Linked DNA regions of Gadus morhua: region 1 is linked to region 2. Evidence: chromatin contacts called from public Hi-C data. All regions are on one chromosome and are shown on one strand. Each heading gives the region's core, a stretch centred on a gene start, on an enhancer-like site or on the middle of the called end of the contact. The rest is flanking DNA. Distances are from core to core; before and after follow the strand shown. Region 1 holds the start of add3a (adducin 3 (gamma) a). Region 2 holds the start of smc3 (structural maintenance of chromosomes 3).

What was found. Hi-C and Micro-C count contacts between places; a contact is called where the count stands out from the background.
Region 1: a Hi-C map of gill shows a contact between it and region 2, with 4 times the contacts expected there. The contact joins the promoter of add3a here to the promoter of smc3 in region 2. A contact is called at or near these places in 2 of 6 Hi-C or Micro-C datasets (gill and gonad).

The regions. Positions count from the first base shown.
Region 1 is chr3:24,628,470-24,632,697 of gadMor3.0, forward strand. add3a (adducin 3 (gamma) a) reads right to left here and starts at 2,122. Exons shown (of 17, transcript XM_030352175.1): 1 at 1,974-2,122.
Region 2 is chr3:24,459,542-24,463,368 of gadMor3.0, forward strand. It overlaps smc3 (structural maintenance of chromosomes 3), which reads right to left and starts at 2,468. Exons shown (of 29, transcript XM_030351348.1): 1 at 2,269-2,468; 2 at 1,433-1,508; 3 at 1,144-1,182; 4 at 974-1,041; 5 at 539-610. The coding sequence starts at 2,283. It overlaps dusp5 (dual specificity phosphatase 5), which reads right to left. Exons shown (of 4, transcript XM_030352407.1): 4 at 3,331-3,827. The coding sequence ends at 3,757.

The sequences.
Region 1 (4,228 bases), core at 872-3,371, 170 kb after region 2:
GTCACTCCGCTCTGACCTCATGTTATCGTGCAGGCGTTACGAGTGAAAACAATATAATACTATTACAATTAAAATCCAATACAGACTCATATTTGTATAGGCCAAACATTAATGTATTAATGCATTATTTATGGAGACACTCGATATAACTTTTATCCAAAGCGACTTATTACTAATAAGTGCATGCAACCATGATGATTTACACAGAAATTGCCAGACCCAGAAGAATCATTAAGTACATCAAATGTATCAAAATTATGGAAAACAATGTCATTAAAGTTAGAATACACGGTAAATGGATTTATTGATATGCTATGGAGCTTTAATAAACTTTGGTATTAATCAGATTTGTATGTTTTAATTAATGTACAGTGTTCTGTTTTGTAAGTCTCGCAGCTGACAATATTGCATAATACTTTTTCACTTCAGTTTGGTTTCAACAGCAGGGTTAAAGGAAACCTTTCCTCCATTGCTTGGAAACCAAGCCGTACCAAGACCAGCAGCGAACAGCCATAATAACAAGTGGACACAAGTCAACGTAACCAAAGTCAGCCCTCAGTAAGTGAATATTCATGAGAATCCTACAAAATCTAGATCAACACAGGAAAAGCAAAGCCTGCATCAAAGAGAAAGGGGGATCATTTGTTTGCATTCTCTCTCCATTGCGTCGTCAATTGGAGGCGAAGAAAATTCTCCTGCATCCCTCGAGAGGCAGGCTTTGGGCCCCATCCGAACAAAGTACTGAGAGAGAGAAAAAAAATAGAGGGTAAAAAAGAGAGACAGATCCAGAGAACGAGTGTGAGAGAGAGAAAGAGCCAGAGACAGAGAGAGTGTAAGAGAAAGAGAGAAAGAGCCAGAAAGAGAAAGAGCCAGAGAAAGAGAAAGAAAGAGCCAGAGAGAGAAAGAAAGAGCCAGAGAGAGCCAGAGAGAGACAGAGAGACAGAGAAAGAGAAAGTGGGAGAACGCAAGAGTGACAGACCCTGGCTTTGGATTTCATCTCCATATGGCGACCACTCCCTTATCCTTAGCATTTGAGGACTTCTTAAAAGCACCCATTGGAAATAAAAGCCAAAAAGTGGCAACAAAAAGTCATTTTTTACCACAAAAAAAGGGGGAGGGGAATCAAACGGCTCAGATCACAGGCGTCTCAGAAACAATTATTCCATTTGTCAAGGTTCCCTTACGGTCCCACAGCCAAGTTCTAGTGTGGAAAATTGATACAGGTTGCTCAATGTCCCAGCAGTGAGAGGACTGGAGGCGGCCGGGGGCTAGGGAGAAACATCTGGTTCTGAAGGTGGAGGGGAGGGGACACTGACCAGCCCAAGGAGCAGTGACTTTGAAAGAGGGTGGTGAGGGAAGAGAGGAGGCAGGAAAAGTGAGCGTGGATAAATGTTTTGGTGTTGTACTTCATGCATGTGTGTCAACCTGGTTATGCGTGTCAGTCAGTGTTTACTCTGCTGCTTTTAAAAGCCACACACGATCCAACAATGGTGCGTTTGCTAAATGGATACCCCCTTCGGAATTAAGGACGCAAGAATATAACGAAGGCCATTATTTGAACGCAGCCATTTAGACAAGACAATTGCTGCAACCAGCTCTGTTGAGTCTAAAACCTAAACTCGTTCTTTTTAGCATTGCGCCACTTTACTGCAAGGTTGCAGAGAGCAGTTGAACTCTTTATCTAGCAATGCAATCTACGAATGAGTAACGAGCCCGCACTCTGCTTAGATGATGACAGACGGCACACATAAACGCTTAAACCATCGATCCAGCACCGTATTATCTCTACAGTAGACGCCCGCACGTATGTATTATTGTTCAAGACAAGAACAATGTATATTACTTAGCATGCCATCCATCCCTTCAGAATGCATTCATGACATAAGACCTTGAGGAAAATAACAACAAACTGTCCACACAAACACGTGTTCCCTCGTAAACAGTGACGTTACCATACAAAAATATGTAAATACCTGCTGTTAAGTTGGGGCAGGATACAGTCGAGGCAATTTGTCTGAAACTACCGGCACATATCAATGTATCAAACGGGTCAGACTCAGGACGTTCAGAACCTTGATTCAGGGGTTTTATTCAATGGACTCATTCAAACCACGTTGTGCCGGGGCGTAACGTTTGTGCGCTGCTTTGCAACCATGCGGATGGTCTAACGCAACCGTCAACGCACGATGGAACCGAGCGGATTAAAGATTAAAGATCTAGTATTGTGGGTTTGCGGAAATCGTTGCTGACAAACGGGCAGGAAGTGACATACTTTTTCTGGTCAGCTAAAAGCATGGACCTGCATTTTTAAATGGTTTATGTATTTAAATGTGTTTATATAAAATACTGTACACAATTGTTAAATAGATGTTTCTCAAAACATTTTTTTCTCCCTATATCCAAACTAATAGGTAGGGCGGCCGAATGTGCACATTCAATACACATGGTCTTATTGAACACATTCCGGTGAACTAGTGATTTTATTTGTGTTTTCCATACTATCATTTGACTAAATTGAGTAAACAAAGTGCCATAGGTTTAGTGTATTTGCCTGTATTGGGATCAAGGACGCTGATGTTGACAGCATGGAAATAAATATGGCAGGGATAGAGCTGAACTCCGCGCTGCACTGGCTCCATCTAGTGGCTGCTGTTGCACATGACTTTAGAGTGAATCACACTTCTCAAAAAACACGCCTATCCTTCTTACAAGAAAGTCGGTGAATATTACCTGTGATCTGTTGTGAATATAGACAAACCCAAACAAAGTTTGATTAAAGTCACTTCCATTCTATCCCACTCGATAACACACACAGTAAATACTTTGAACATAATTGATTCAACACGTAACCTTGAAGGATTAATAAAATAGTAGAAGAAACGATTTAGCTGAAAATTATTAAGATATGATTAATAATTGGCAAATAAGAAAACACCAAGTCATGGTGTATTGGGCTATGTGCAAGGAAGGTTTCGAACCCCTGGTCGAAGGGATGAAACGGTAACTGTATTTACATTCTTATATTATTTTCATTTTGTACCTTGATACGTAGAGGTTGATGGTTCCATCTTATTTTGATAGTTGTGTTTTATATTTTAAATAAGTACCTTATTGTGTTTGTTTAGTTGGCGCTTCAGAAAAATGTTTTAATAAAGCATGGGAACGCGAAGGCACCGTTTCATTTGTTTTGACTTTGAGATGTTTTGACTTTAAATATGCGTACATAAATGTATAAAGTTGACCAACCATACAAAGTGCATACTTGACAATGACATTGTTACATTATAACCTTGTTACATTATAACCTTGTGGGGGAGCGTGGCTATGTTTCCTCATGGCAAACTGCCAAACATTTACTCAAAACTCGAAAACAGGTTTTGTGATACCTAAATCAATATGCAAATCTGTAATTTTTTAATGTTCTACTATGTGCAAATACAGTTTTTTTTAAAGATAATTTAAAAACGATTATTATTGTCTCTGTTTTGTATTTGTTTATATTTGATGTTTATATATTTTTGGAGATGATGTTCCGGATGGGCACATATATTTCTGCAAGCCATCTATGACAAGTTTGAATGCTGCTGTGACTCAGCTAAATTAAGTCCTTTGCTTCAGCTTGCACATCTACATTTAGCCCTGCACATCGTTTTTGGTGCTTTTGTGTGGCTTTTGGAGTCATTTTAGCCATCTTCTTTTCCAATAGGCCTACCGACTGAATCATGAGTTAAAATAAACTTGTATTATTGTAGGCCTACTTGGTAAGAAAAGGGTATATTTTTGCAGAAGAAGGGTGCGGACTTGAGTAGGTCTGTAAATAATAAGTGCACACCCAGAGAATTTATTTATTTTTAAATCCTTCCCCTTTCGCTGTCATAGTTACCAGGATGTAGATGGATTTGTTCTTCACAAACTAAAAGGTTTTTCTGTAGCCTTTTTGCTCGTACTCACCATGGGAAACCCCTAGGAAGTCTCCTGAGGGGGGTATGGCAATCGCAAGGCATCTGACAAGTGGCGGTTGGAATTAAATTCAAAACAATTCAATTTTGTATCCATAGCCCTTAATCACAGCTAGTCTTAAGAAGCTTAACAGGCCATACATATTTGACACCCCCCTGACCCTTGCACCCAAAGAGGGCAAGAAAAAACCTAAATGAGCATGGATGAAATCTTGAGAAGGAACGCAGAGAGGGGGATCGATCCTTCCAGGGATGGGTAGGAGTTCAAT
Region 2 (3,827 bases), core at 1,218-3,717:
TTTACTGACTCAAACACCTGTTGAAAAACAAAATATAGGGCTTTTAACGTTTTAAAGCAAATAGTAAAGTGCTAGCATATCGATGTGAAACGTAACTGCCCAAAAAATATTTTATATTCAATTACTGCCAAGTCTGTTCACTAGATGCCACTCAATTCCACACGCCATACCTTTTATACCAATGTTGTGGACACAAAAATGATCAACAATCCATTCAATTACAGCTGAGTATTTTGGACCAGAATACGGCTACCGATCAGACAGACGTATTTTCTGGCAGCAGGGAAAGAGGGCACTTGCGCAACATAAGAGCCCCCCCAAAACATAAAGACCCACCACATAACATAATAAGCACAGCAAAAAACAAGATTAAATGTAATCACTAACACGAGTTTGACATTTTGTTGACCTCCACACAGCCCCACATAAAAAGAAACCCTATGCATTTCAATGTACCACTTTTGAGAACTGTATAGGGGCTTGACATTTTTTAATTTACAGATATATCTATTGTTTTAATAATGCAAGATATATTTACCGGTAGCCGATTGTCCGAGTTGTCAAAAATGATCTCCACAAAAGCAGAGATGACGCGAGGACCGGTACCCTCCTGGAGTTTGGAGAAAATACATTGTTTTCTTTAACATGGTGATTAATGCTGCAAATACAACTTATAAACTGTAATGATATAGATATATAGCTAGAGATGGATCATTGTAGACAATGTTAACAACAATTTATAAAAATTTATATTTTCTATTTATTGTATTGTTTATTGTTTTTGAATGCTAAAAATGCCAAATATCCCCTTACTTCCACTCCAAAACAAAACAACATTAGGCATGTTTATACAAACATTATGGAAGGCAAGCCAACAAAGGTCTTATTTAATATCGGCCAACACAACAAATGTGTAACATTGTACTATAAACAGAACAATATATCTATTGAACGCTTAATACTGTGTACTTACGTGGAGTAGGGCCAATCGCTGTTCTGGGCGAAGGTGGCTGAATTCATCGCTGAGCACAAACTGAATTGCTATAGAAAACAAAATGGATTTGGAGACAACATTTAGCTAATGATGGATACATTGCCAACTACACAAAAAAGACATGTATTGATGTGTGGCATAATACACACCGTAGAAGAAGTTACTTTTCCCGGATCCATTTCTTCCAACTGTTAAAAGACAGAAGAGACAATTCAGAAAAGCAGAATAATTTCACAATATGATTAGAACATTGCTTTGCATTTCCATATTGGAAATCAACTTTTTGGAGGCTATGATACAGTTTTAGACATTGGAAAACCCCAAGAGGTAGACAATAATGCAACAATACATTGGTGTCGAATACAGTTGCAATGGAGATTTGAGTCATTGAAGTCCTAAAGCTTGATTACAACATTGTTTACAACCAGTTCAACTCACCAATGACATTATGTTTGGGACTGAAGGGATCTACCACCGTTTGGTCCCTGTAACTTCGGAACCCCTGGATGATGACCTGCAGAACAATTCACAGAGGTATTAAGTTCAAGGCTTGGAGTCTGGACGCTTAATGAGACCCTCAGACAAGATATCTCCCCGTTTCCACCTGAGACACGACAAAGTTAGACTCAAGTCTAACTTCAGTCTGAACGTGACATGACTGGTGTGTCTCAAAGGATCTACTACGGTTAAGAAGTCATTTGTGGGATGATTATGGAGGCAATGTGCTGTCACTGTAATGGACAGAACACACACACACACACACACACACACACACACACACACACACACACACACACACACACACACACACACACACGTCACACGTTGAGTACGTCGGTTCGTTCATAGGATAACGCTTGGACAATGTTGAAAGCTAGACGACTGATGCATTCTTTATCATGTACACAATAATGTAGGCCATCAATTGTGCCCTTTATCTCCATTTATTATCGGTGTGGTGATGGTATCGGTGGATAAATAACCATAACAATCCACCTGTTTGCACTGCCAGGGCCACTCTGAACGCTCGCGATCGGACCTAGCTAACCCGCGAGAGGGGGCGGGCAGTTCAAAGCGATGCTAGCCCGTTAGCCTAGCTTAGCCCTAAAAGCATGCTACTTTTGTATACCAATGTGGGAGCAGACTTACATCGTAGATCTAAAGCGATACAGAGTTAGGGAGAAACGTGTGTCTAACCATACAGAAACATTGCAAGAAAAAGAGCAATACAATGAGCCGAGCTAACAGTCTGTCTGCAGCTAGCTTTAGCTTACCTGTTTGATATACATTGTCCTCTAGGTAGAAACTCCTGTTCCAACTTGGAGATAAACTCCCTTCTTCTCGAAAGGGAGAAGGGGGATAACGTAGTTGTCCAAAATTGATCGCAATTAACAGTAATAGCCGTCCTAAAAATACGGAATTATTTGGGTCAGGCAGAATAACATGGAAAATGGCGTCGGGGGCGGGATGAGGTGGAATATACCACTTTCTGTATCGTACGTGGATCAAATAAAATTATAAAATATATGATGACTTAGCGAACCATATTCATAAAGAACTTAATGTATGTTTTTATATTTCCATTTGGATGTTTTTACCTATTTTTTTGATGTAATACATTTAAGCATATTAGGTTAGGTTTTTAATCCAGTTGGTACAGACCCAGTGAGGGAGAGCGCAGGGCGCCAAGAGTGACCGGCGAGTGAAAGAAAAAAAACAGGTCTTCAGAATGACATCCGGCCTCGAGAACTTAACAATTCTGATGAAAGTTTTCGGTCATTCATTTGGGATGTATACATTTGATTAATATAGGTTTTTAAAAAAACAACTAATAGTTTGAAAGTGTAATCGAAAATGTGAGGATCTACCCCCATTGTATTCTGTTAACGTTAGTCTTTGGTAAAATAAAAATAAAACTACCCTGCTCTATAGTTGTATAAATCTGCAATCAGGATCATTTCAAACAGACATATTCGTAATATTTGATGTTATATACTACTACTACTGCTACTACTGACCCTTTCCTGCACTTTCCCATGCTCAAAACCCACTTGTTACTAAGCCGTCAAGCTACAAGGTCACTGCAGGTGTCACTGTTGCTTCACCTTTTTCATTGTTATTTAAACCAGAGAATGTCTAAAATGCCCGTAGACGGGCTCTGTCTTAACCAATTTTTCTGAAAAACATACTATGGCACTACAGTGTATTTTAGAAGAGAGGAAATGTAGGCAGTTGGGTAGCCTCATGGTCCAAACAACCAAGAATAACGGAAATCCGTTTCATGTTGCATGTTGCAAATTGTATATAATGCAGGCTATAAAACAGATAGAAACAACTTTTAAACTGTGGTACATTGTTTTTATTGACAACCACATTTGTTGAGAAAAGTAGGACAGACAGACAATAATTATCAAATAAATTATGTTCAAATACCAGGCTGGCTGTATCAATAAGCAAATAACAAGTACAATATCAACCTAAGGCATGTATATTGCAGTTCAACGCTGTGCTCTCTCACTCAAAACGACAGAAGACAAGCCAGCAGCATCCATGGCTGTGGCCGACAGACTTCATAGACTTAAATACTATAACCGTGACATTTCTGTGTCCTTCAGTGATCATCCAGTCCTCTGACTTTGCTGGTGCGAACAGCAGACAAACACACACAAAGCGTCGACACGTGTATTTTAGTTTTTCGTCCCCGTCGTTTTTTCAAGTAAGACTATAAGCAAGAATCACAGTTCTCGTGTTTGTGTGTACTATTAAGGCAGTGCTGTTATCGGGCTCAGGTTGAACTGGCGGTGTCCCGGGGTCTGAAGGGGCGGCGGCAGCG